Regions from separate parts of the Mus musculus genome. Here all the other regions are linked to region 3. A link is a contact called in public HiChIP or PLAC-seq data. All regions are on one chromosome and are shown on one strand. The core of a region is the stretch at or near the end of the contact, and the rest is flanking DNA. Distances in the headings are between cores, read along the strand shown. Region 1 overlaps Gramd4 (GRAM domain containing 4). Region 2 overlaps Celsr1 (cadherin, EGF LAG seven-pass G-type receptor 1). Region 3 has its middle 19 kb from the start of D130051D11Rik.

The links. HiChIP or PLAC-seq counts read pairs in DNA pulled down with a chosen protein or histone mark.
Region 1: an H3K27ac HiChIP or PLAC-seq map of heart atrium shows a contact between it and region 3, with 5 read pairs. The contact joins two enhancer-like sites. A contact is called at or near these places in 1 of 484 Hi-C or Micro-C datasets (the HL-1 cell line), 3 of 115 datasets of contacts at active chromatin or transcription factors (bone marrow-derived dendritic cells, heart atrium and memory CD8 T cells) and 1 of 9 other capture datasets (embryonic stem cells).
Region 2: a contact with region 3 is called in an HNF4G HiChIP or PLAC-seq map of pancreatic cancer cells. The contact joins two enhancer-like sites. A contact is called at or near these places in 2 of 115 datasets of contacts at active chromatin or transcription factors (memory CD8 T cells and pancreatic cancer cells).

The regions. Positions count from the first base shown.
Region 1 is chr15:86,108,016-86,111,286 of GRCm38.p6, forward strand. The region is part of intron 3 of Gramd4 (GRAM domain containing 4); the gene reads left to right. Among named protein-coding and RNA genes, the nearest start is that of Gm15722, 18 kb to the left of the region's middle. Within about 2 kb of position 1,431, at least 51 of the 459 cell types and tissues checked have an H3K27ac peak or open chromatin away from gene starts, as enhancers often do. A contact at or near this core is called in heart atrium, where this site is marked.
Region 2 is chr15:86,013,638-86,017,052 of GRCm38.p6, forward strand. All of the region lies in intron 1 of Celsr1 (cadherin, EGF LAG seven-pass G-type receptor 1), which reads right to left. Among named protein-coding and RNA genes, the nearest start is that of Celsr1, 18 kb to the right of the region's middle. Within about 2 kb of position 1,629, at least 76 of the 459 cell types and tissues checked have an H3K27ac peak or open chromatin away from gene starts, as enhancers often do. A contact at or near this core is called in memory CD8 T cells and pancreatic cancer cells, where this site is marked.
Region 3 is chr15:85,651,963-85,655,495 of GRCm38.p6, forward strand. No RefSeq gene overlaps it. Among named protein-coding and RNA genes, the nearest start is that of D130051D11Rik, 19 kb to the left of the region's middle. Within about 2 kb of position 1,574, at least 326 of the 459 cell types and tissues checked have an H3K27ac peak or open chromatin away from gene starts, as enhancers often do. A contact at or near this core is called in heart atrium, memory CD8 T cells and pancreatic cancer cells, where this site is marked.

The DNA of each region.
Region 1 (3,271 bases), core at 181-2,680, 460 kb after region 3:
GGGGAGAGAAGGCATTGGGCCAGTGGCCATCTCTCTGCTGCTCCCAGTGGTCCCCCGTGGGAGGCCTCCTGTAGCAGAGACACTGTGCAGTGGTATGCGGAGTGTGTTGTACAGACCCGAGGGGGCAGTGCAATCGCCTGTCTACGTTGGCATACACCAACTGGGTCTTATGGGAGGGAGAGAAGTCGGCTGCTGCCTCTATCTGTATGGCCGCAGAGCCTGGCAGCTGTAGGGGGCTCAGTATACATCTGGGTGGGTGGCTGGATGACTCAGCAAATTGCTAGCTATACCAGCCAGCGGTGAGCACATAGATACTAGTATGAGTGGATAGATGGTCGGAGTGCTACCCTGCTCCCAGGCATGCCTCTCTGCACATCCTTGGGGGTCTTACTAGGCCCCACCCAAAGACATTCTCCAGCCGTAATCCTCCTTTGTTTTATATCTGGTGTTTGGTCCCAGGCAGGGTGTCTCCTAACCAATCTTTACTCCCTAGAGTGTGTATTGAATATGAATCTCTGGGGCTCACTTCACCTTGGTGGTGGTAGGGTGTTCCTGCCTGCCCTCCTGCCCGTACTAAGCAGGTACCGGGTGTCTGGCTGTGAGCTTGATGCTTTGAGAAAGTATGGCTGCTGGTGCATGGCTGGAGGGACGTGTCCAGAAGATAGGGAGTGGATAGAGCAGACACCGAGAAAAATAGTATGTATGGGTTTGTTTTTGTTTTTGTTTGTTTGTTTGTTTTTTGTTTTTTGTTTTTTGTTTTTGGAGACAGGGTTTCTCAGTGTAGCCCTGGCTGTCCTGGAACTCACTGTGTAGAACAGGCTGGCCTTGAACTCAGAAATCTGCCTGCCTCTGCCTCCCATGTGCTGGGATTAAAGGCGTGTATATGGTATTTTGCCTACATGTATAATATATTCATGCACCACATGTGTGCCTGGTGCCCATGAGGCCTGAAGAGGGCACTGGATCCCTGAAACTGGAGTTATAGACAGCTGTGAGCCACCATGTGTTTGCTGGGACTTGAACCTAGATCCTCTGGAGAAATAGCCAGTGCTCTTATCTAGACCCCGACTCATACTGAAGAGCCATGTTGGGCCTGAAAAGCCCTCCATTCTGGGCAGTAGTTCTGTCTGGAATCTCATTTCTTTTTCTTCTTTCTTTTCCTGCCCCCTTCCTTCCTTCCTTCCTTCCTTCCTTCCTTCCTTCCTTCCTTCCTTCCTGTCTGTCTATCTATTTGCACACAAATCTCAGGACACCGCCCTCATCCCATAACTGACTTCCTAAACCCAGAATACCAAGCCCAAGCCGCAGCCTGTCATATTAGAATGCTGAACGTCCAGAACTTGGCCGCCCGCTACCTGATTGTGAGGAGCATTCAGCCTGGTGTTGACAGTTCATCATGCTGTAAATGTCACTTCTGTGCAGAGCAGTGGATAACATGGCGATAAGTGAGCCCTAGGAGAGCACACACAGGCTGTGGGGGGACATGGAGGGGACAGCACCCTTTGAGTGGAGTGGCCAGGGAGGAGCATCACACCGTGCCCTTCCCTAGGGATGAAGGTGAACAGATACCCTGAACTCAGTACACTGGGGAGAGCAAGGCATTGTCTTTTAGAAAGATCCTTAAGGATAACAGGAAGGGAAACTGGCCTGGTAAAAACCTGTTCAGGTGCCCAGTTGTGCAGCCCAGCCTGGCCGGGGACAGCTTTCTTTTCCCCTCCCGGTGGCTTCTGTGTGTGTATGTGCTCTAGCTGGGTGGGGAGAAATTTTATTTAAAGCTTATCATTTGATTCTGCCCCCCTCCCCCTCTGGCTAGGCCTGTTGCATCTTGTGCCAAAGGGATTCCTGCTTGAGAGATCTGCTTTTACAAATTTAAAAATAGCTTTGAAGTTGTTTTCTTTCCCTGTGGGCCGGGAGCCATGGAGGCTGCGCTGCCTGGGCAGACCATGCCTGTGGGCTGAATTATCTCCTCTGCGCCCCCTGAATCATCGTACTGAGGAGGGAGGAATGGGTGTCTTGGGGATCGAGGGTCCATGAATTACCTGCCCTTCACCTTCCAGAACCTTGGAGAAGCTAAAGCCTGGAGCAGGTGGGTGAGCAGGTGGCCTAACTGTACCAGTCTCCCACAGCTTCTGCCATGTGTGTTCTGTGAGGAATCCTTTGCTGTACCAGGTCCCTCTGGCTTCAGGGGCTCCCGCTCTCGAGTTCCTTTTGCCTCTTTGCTTTGGAGCTATCTGGCAGTCTCCAAATGGGGTTTGGGTATAAGGACCAGAATCTCTTTCTTCTTAAGGTGCCCCAAGGTCACTCTCATAGGTGACCTAGTATTCTCAGACCTATGCAGATGTAAGGTATACCTAGACACAGAAATATCCCCCCTGGCTTTCTCTCCACCACATTCATTTTGCTGCCTCAACAGCTCCTTTGTGGGTAGGGAGGGGGTAGACCTTGTCCCTCGGGGACTGTCTTGGCTCCCTCTGGTGCTGCTGTGCACCTGAGTCATCTCACTTATCTTCCTCGTAGTTGGTTTGCTGGTCTGCTTAAATGAATAATAACACAGTGACAACATGGGTGTCGTGTGAGCAGCAGCCTTGAATGGAGCTTCTAAATTGTGATATCGAACTTTTCTTTCGAGGTACACCCTGGAGACTTAGTTTCGGGGACCAACTCATCTTCAGTGGACATCCCCACCCCTCTGGCCTTCTACAGGGGCTCTGTGGCCATCCCTGCTGTGTAACCAGGCCAGCTGAGTGCCTAGAGTCAGTTATGGCTGGCACTGGGCCTTGTAAAAACCCTGGCTTAGGAGCTGTGCCACACCATTAGTGGCATGTGATACATAGCTTCATAGCTCTGCAGTATTGGCTCTGTGGTCTAACGGGCTAGGCTAGGGCTTTTGCCTAAATCCTCACTTGTAACTTAGACACACACAGGCCCCAGATGGCCTCCTCGCTTGACTGAGCCTGTAAGAAACCCCGTGTGGAAACAGGGCTCTGAGCTTGTATCTGTCTCTGTCCTCAGACTGAGGGCACAGGAGAGCAGGTGTCTTTCTGCTGCGCAGCTAAGGCTTGTGTGAGCATATTATAGGATGGCACACCTGTTGCCTCTGGCAATGGACTGTTCATTGGTTCCTTTTTCAAAAAACTACTGGGTTTTGAGGAAGTCTATGTAAGCATTCATTGCTTGGGCTGCCTCAGTGGGTTGATGGGGAGTCCTGCTTCTGTGTTGGGGGACATAATTGGAGGTGATAAGAGAGTGAAGTGGGAGGGGAGAACCCTAC
Region 2 (3,415 bases), core at 379-2,878, 360 kb after region 3:
GCAGACCAGAACTATTTTTATTACAAAGAGCAACTTGCAGGGTCATAATAAATCCCTTTTTAAAAAATGACAAACAGGAAGTGCTGGGCCTCTCCACCTCATGCCTGAGCGGCATCTCCCGTCAGGTTTCCACCTGGGAGTATACAGTTCAGGACAGGACAATGAGCGGTTGGAAAGGCGCAGCTGGAGGCTCCTGAGGGTCACGGGACAAAGCAGTGGCCAATGAACCTGCAGTCCACCCAGCAGCGTGGTACAGAGCATCCAGCTAGCTTCCCAGCAGCCCATAACATCTGCCACGCCCCACTAACTCACCCCCACCCCCACCCCCAGGCTTTTAAATCCCAACTGCAACCATTCGGTTTATCACAGCATCTTAGCTCTCCCAAATAGCACGCTGTGAACGAACCTCTCCTCCTGTACCAATAAAGCTATTGATAAAACTATTGTTATCTTTCTTGTCCCTGGAATTCGGGCTAAACACCTACAGCATGGAGAACCACAGGAAGGCAGGCCACAAGAAGCCCAGGGCAAGTATGAAGACTGACTACACAGCTCCCTCAGGGCTCCTGAAGGGGCCTCAGGCGGAATGCCCTAATGGGGAGAGGTACTGAGAGCAGGTATGGAGGATCAACGGCAGCAGGGGAACCCCCTAGGTATAGTGACTCCAGGATGAGGTGACATGCACAAAACATATGCCATCTCTGAGAGCAATTCTCAGATAATCACTGGTCTCGGCTCACTGTTCAGCCCAGCGCAAACAGGACTGTCCTCTGCCGGGAAACGTTAAGACAGTCACTTGTGACTTTCTCCTTGTATCCTGCTAACTCCAGGAGGGACATCGACTCACCCTCTAGGCCTCGAGCCCCCCCCCCAATGCAGCTCCTCTTCTGGCCTCTATGGGCACTGCACACACGTGGTGCACATACATACATGCAGGCAAACACATATACACATAAAATAAAAAGAAATAAACTTTAAAGGGGGTGGGGGTGGTGCTGAGTGACCTCCTCAAGCACCATCCAAACTGAGGTCTGAGGTCCCCTCCACAGCTGCCTCTCCGAATTATAGCATTCAGGCCAGGCAGCCCGAGAGGAATCTGGAATTCAGTACTGCAACAGGGCCTGGGACTATAAGAGGGAATAACAGCTACTCCTCTGCCTAGGAGACACCCAAGGGGAGAAAAGCATCTGTGATTCTACGTGGAGACTTAAAACCCAGGTTCAAATCCATCCTCACCTAGGGCCCCTGAGGACCCCCAAGGTGTCCGATGAAACAGAAATCACATACAGCAAAGTCGGGGAAGCCAGCACCCCTCAAGCTACGGCTGGAGAATGTGAACAATCTCCAAGAGGCAAGATCAACTTGATACTGCCCATGGGCCGTTGTCTGCCCTGCTGAGGGGCCAGACCCACGGTACACACCACGCGTGGGCATTCAAACTTCATCTGCATAAAGAGTTTCCCAATAAACCGAAGCTCACTGACGCCCACTTGGAATAACAATGACCATGTAAGCTGTGAAGTATTGTTTATAACTCGTAATCTGCTGACTCCTCTCCATGTTTGTTTATAGTCCTCTGGCAGTGCTCCAGGCTGAGAAAATGGCAAGGCTGATGTACTGGCTGGTTTGGGGTGTCAACTAGACACAGGCTGGACTTATCACAGAGAAAGGAGCTTCAGTTGGGGAGACGCCTTCAAGAGATCCAACTGTAAGGCATTTTCTCAATTAGTGATCAAAGGGGAAAGGCCCCTTGTGGGTGGGACCATCTCTGGGCTGGTTGTCTTGGGTTCTATAAGAGAGCAAGCCAGGGGAGGCAAGCCAATAAAGAACATCCCTCCATGGCCTCTGCATCAGCTCCTGCTTTCTGACCTGCTTGAATTCCAGTCCTGCATCCTTTGGTGATCAACAGCAGTATGGAAATGTAAGCCGAATAAACCCTTTCCTCCCCAACTGCTTCTTGGTCATGATGTTTGTGCAGGAATAGAAACCCTGACTAAGACAGCTGAGATCACCCCACAAACGGGACCATAGGTCTCTCTTTACCCAATGGGCCCTGAGCAGCTTGGTTTGGGGAGTGAATGTCTGCAGTGCCCACTCTCAGACCCAAGAGGCATAGGCAGGCATCTGGTGGGAGTCCCCCAAGGGCTCAGGATAAGGACACTGAAGGCTCCTGAGGCCAGGGCTTTTTGACTGCTTTTAGTGAGCCCCCACCTCTATCATAGCCACCTGCCACCAACATATAAGGAGCTAGGTCCAAGGTCCACCCTTTGGGGAGGCCAAGGCTGTGCCTCTCTGGCTGCCAGGCAGCCTGACCTAGCACAGTGGAGGTGGGAGGCAGTGTGATAAGGGACACGGTGTAATGTCACCGCAACAGTATCTGTATGTCATCAGGCAGCGCCTGCCAGAAGACAGAAACAATGGCGTTCCCAGCTCCTTCTCAGGACAGACTGACTCCATGGTCCATCCTCCCTAGGTCAGAGGTCAGCCAAACCTCTGCAAGAGAGTCTGTGCTCAGATCAGCCGCATCCCGGGCCTCAGCTCATACCTCAGCCTTGCAAGAAGAAGCGTTTCTGAATGAACTTCCTGCCTCACCCACCTCACTGAGTCATCCCCTTCCCCCCACACACACACCCCCACAGCATGTTACAGCAAGAAAACCCCGGAGGCTCCCCCTCACCCAGGGAGTGTTGCCTGCGCCCTAGCAATCCTGCCCTCAGACTCGGGGGTGGACACCCTAGACCTACTCCAAGCCTCCTGGCATCTACTCTAAACCCCACATCTGCCCAGGCGGCTGGCTCTGTCCTGAGCCCCACCCTCCCCAACTTCGGTAGCCTTTCAAGATAGCGCCCACTTAGCTGCTGCTCTGGATGATACTAGGAGGGCAGGTCCAAGGACAGGTTCCTGACACACAAGATGGGCAGAGAACTGTTTTATTTTGCCAGTCAATCCTCTGGCCAGACAGTGATACAAACTCCCAGGCCTCTGCCTAGCCACTGTTGGCCTTCACCTGAACCTCAGTAGGGGGCTGGGCAGCTAGGACCACACACTGCTGGTCCCAGAGTTTATTCTGGCAGATATTCCCAAATCATATCGCCGTGGGTGCATCACTGAGATAAGAAACATGTTCATCCCAAGCACAAACTCTATTATGTCTTTAGATAGAACATAAGAAAGCTAGGTCGGTTGTGGTTCCTGGTAACAACAGGTCTGGAAGGGCTAAACCCTGGGCCCAGGATGGTAGCTGAGGGGTGTAGACCATCCAGAGCTGGAAGCCTAGTGGAGAAGACAGTGAGATAGAACTCCATCTACATATAGACCTTGACAACAGTGAGGACTCAGGGCATAGGTGCTGGCCACACCTTGTATATCGTGTTGGGGCCTCCTCCACAAGGTAAACATTATCTAAGTAATTACT
Region 3 (3,533 bases), core at 324-2,823:
ATCTTTGAGGGGCGTCTGGTTGCCTCTCTACCTCCTGGACAGGCACCAGCCCACCGTACCCACTTCGTGATTACAAGCAAGGGTGTAGGGGTGGGGCACAAGTTCAAATCTAGTGACCCTATTTTGGGGCAACTGATCATTGTATATCTAGATTTGCCTATCTGCAACTGGACGGACGTAGTAGATAGACCACCCCAGAGCTTCCCACCCCTCCAGGAGGCCCTTGCCCAAGGACAATCTGTACATACTCAAGGGCAATGGGTGTCCATGGCCATAGCAGTCAGGTCAACTTCATAGCAAACTGATTGCTGTTTGGGTCCTCCAAACTTGTTTTTTTTTTGGGGGGGGGCAAGCTTCCTGCTGGAGGTTTCCCTGACCCCACTGTCACTCATCTCAAAAATTAATGCCCATAGACCTCAAGAAGGCCTCTTGGTCAGCCAGAAACTATACTATATTGTCTCAACCCTAAGGGGGCACACATTTTACAGATGTGCAAACTGAGGTTAAGGAAGGCCAGATAACTTACCTCAAGTCAAACAGCTGGCAAGGTCAGGACTGACTTGCAGTGATGGCTGGGCCCAACCCCAGGGCTGTGACCTTTGGGTATATAGTCTTCCCTCTCTCACTTAGCCCACAGCCCTAGACTCCATCCAGAAGGGCCACAGGCCTCCTGTCTCATTGGCAACCAGGCTGCCTGCTCTCACGGCCAGACTCTGGAGCAGCTTCTGGGTTTGGAAGGGACCTGTGTGTGTTTTGGGGGTCGGTGAACGGAGCCCCATTGCAGCGATGTGCACGGAGAAGGCTGTCTCAGCCTGAAGTGTCCCACTGGGTATCTTGGACATAGCAGATTTTGTGTGTGTGTGTGTGTGTGTGTGTGTGAGCTATATTGGAATATCAGAGAAACTTCCTGGGCAGCATCTGGAGTCAGGTGGCCCTGGACACAGGAAGGTGGCCAGTGTGGGCACCAGCAGGGTCCCTTTAAACCATCTGCAGCAGTGCCCCCTCTGGGCCTGGCATGGGAGGAGTTAAGCCGCCGTGGGCACCTTGGCACCGTAGCTCTGACCAGAATGTCCGGCTCCCCACCCCCACAGCTTTTCTTCCTTTTTGCCTTTTTCCTTCTTAATTAATCATACGCTGCTGCCCAATTTAAATATGGAAATACCCAGGCTGAGGCTCTGCAATTATTCATGAAGCCAGGCCTGCTGTCCAGGCTCTTGGGCTGCGGGGAGCATCATGGCTTCGCCTTCTTTCTGTGAAATTATGTGCACAAAGGCAGCTCCTTATCTGGGTGTGTGAACTAAATAAATAAATAAGGGCTTTTGTTTGTTTGCGGGCTCCTGCACATGACTGTTTTGACTAAATCACTCGTGTTGTCTGCGCCTTTATGGGACTCAGGAGACAGGGAGTGGGATGTTGGGGGTGGGGGTGGGGGGTGGCGAGGGCTGGAGGGGGGTTGGCCGCCGGGCACCTGGGGCTCGCTCCCTCCCTTGGCACCAGCTTCACTCCAGCATCCCCCTACACACACTCCGCTGGAAAGTTCGCCCTGCCCGGGCTGGGCTCCCAGGCAGCCTGGCACAGTGCCAGGCTCGCCTCAGAGCGCGGGCAGCAGGGTGGGGCAAGCGGCAGAGGCACGGAGGACGTGGCTGGGCGCCCCGGGCACGAGCAGGACCCGAGGCCAGGGGCCAGGGGCCCAGAAGGTGAGGGCACTCCGGATGGGAGTAGGGTGAGCCATGGGGGTGGGCAGGCAGTGCAACCTGGTTGGGAACAGGCCTCATGGGAGACGCTGGCTGGCGGAAGAACCATGGCAGTACCAGGCCGTCAGCATGCAGCGTGTCTTGCCCTCCCCAAGCCGGAGGTTGCAGCCTGTGTGTGTGGGGGGAGCGTGAATGCGTGTGCATGGGGCCTCTTGAGGAGCAGCAGCCACGGAGTGGAGCCTCCGCTGCAGGGCCAGCCGCCTTAGCCCAGCCCAAGAAGGCCAAGCTAGGCAGGCGGGGCCCAGGGCTGTCAAGGAGAAAAACATCCCAAGGCCTGCAAATTGCTGCTCTCAGCTCCCCCCCCCCTTCTCCTGCTGGGGGTGAAAAAAAAAAAAGCAGTGCTTCCTCTAGAGGCGGATGCAAACGGATGCAGAATTTTAACCATCTCCTGCATCAACCAGGCCTTCCCCAAGCAAAGTTTGCTGGGAACTAGGCAGAGGCACTATGGGAACGGGGTTGTGGGGAACCCACATGCCTTTTCTGTGAGATACTGGGAAGCCAAAGGCTTCTTCAGCATCCCTTCCAGAGCCAGGGTCTGGAGCACCCGCTGAGGGTGTGGATTTGGGGGGCATACTGTCTGGTTCCTGCACAGGCCTGGTGCATCATGGGTGGTGGCAGGGTGCCAGTCATTGGCCCTGTTATTACCAGGCCTGGGCTTTGCTCTTGGGGTTGAAGGTGTTGACCAGCTCCTCTTGGAAATCGGATGGAAAGTCGGAGGTCTCAGTTCCCACTGACTTGGGCCCTCGCTGGGATACTGGGTGTTTCTCCTGGCTGATTTGTGTGTATTAAAAATCCTCTGGAATGCTTGCTGGTGGCTGGTGGGGGCCTCCCCCATTGTCTATCTAGGGAGAAAGGGAATAAGTTCTAGGGAACGGTGGTCAGAGGAAAGTGATACCTGACTGGCAAGCTATAGGGATTACAGCTGCAAGTGTCAGGAGCTCCCAGGGTGGCTTGGGTCCCTCGTTTTTTTTTTTTTTTTTTCATTTCAACTCCTTCTAAAATTAAAAGAAAAAAAATGGATATGAAATAATGAACGTGTAATATTGAGGCCAGCCTGTGTTATGTCCATCTCCGGTGCGTCCATAAAACAGAAAAAAAATTTTTTAATAGTTATGCAGGAAGGGCCCCAGGAGGGCAACAGAGATTGGATAAGAGAGCAAGTCTTGTCTTTCCTGGGTCTGATGGTCTGATGTCTAGTTCTAGGGGGTACTTTGGGGGACCATCTGGAGCCTCTATGAATCTGGCTTCTCCGGTGGTTGGCAGGACAGGTCATGGAGAGGAGCCTGGTGGCCGTGTGTGTGTGTGTTTGTGTGTGTGTGTGTGCATATGTACATGCTCCTGTGCACCCATGTTCCCCAATATTTGAAGGTATAAGTTGCAATCCTCAATACAGGAAAATGCCACATTGAGGCAAGAGGCAGTGTGGCCATGAGTGCCTGGTTCCCCTGAATCCTAAGAGAGGAGTCATTCTGGGCAGGGGGGTGGGGGGGAGTCCTAGTCTGTCTCCCTAAGAGAAAACAGTTGTCAAGTCTTCTTCCTGGATCCCGGGGCCCTCTCCTGGCCCAGCCCTATCCAGTAGAAACAGTGTGAGCCCCAGTCACAGGCCTAACAGTAACTGTACGGTTCCTCACAGCCATGGTTTTAAAAAGGAACGGCAGAAGCAAGAGAAGCCACTTAGCTAATAGAATCCATTTGCTCTAACATAGATCCCAAATAGTAATCTCAACATGCCACACGGAATTACTAATGAGAGACATCTTTTCCCCCTACCAAGTCCTC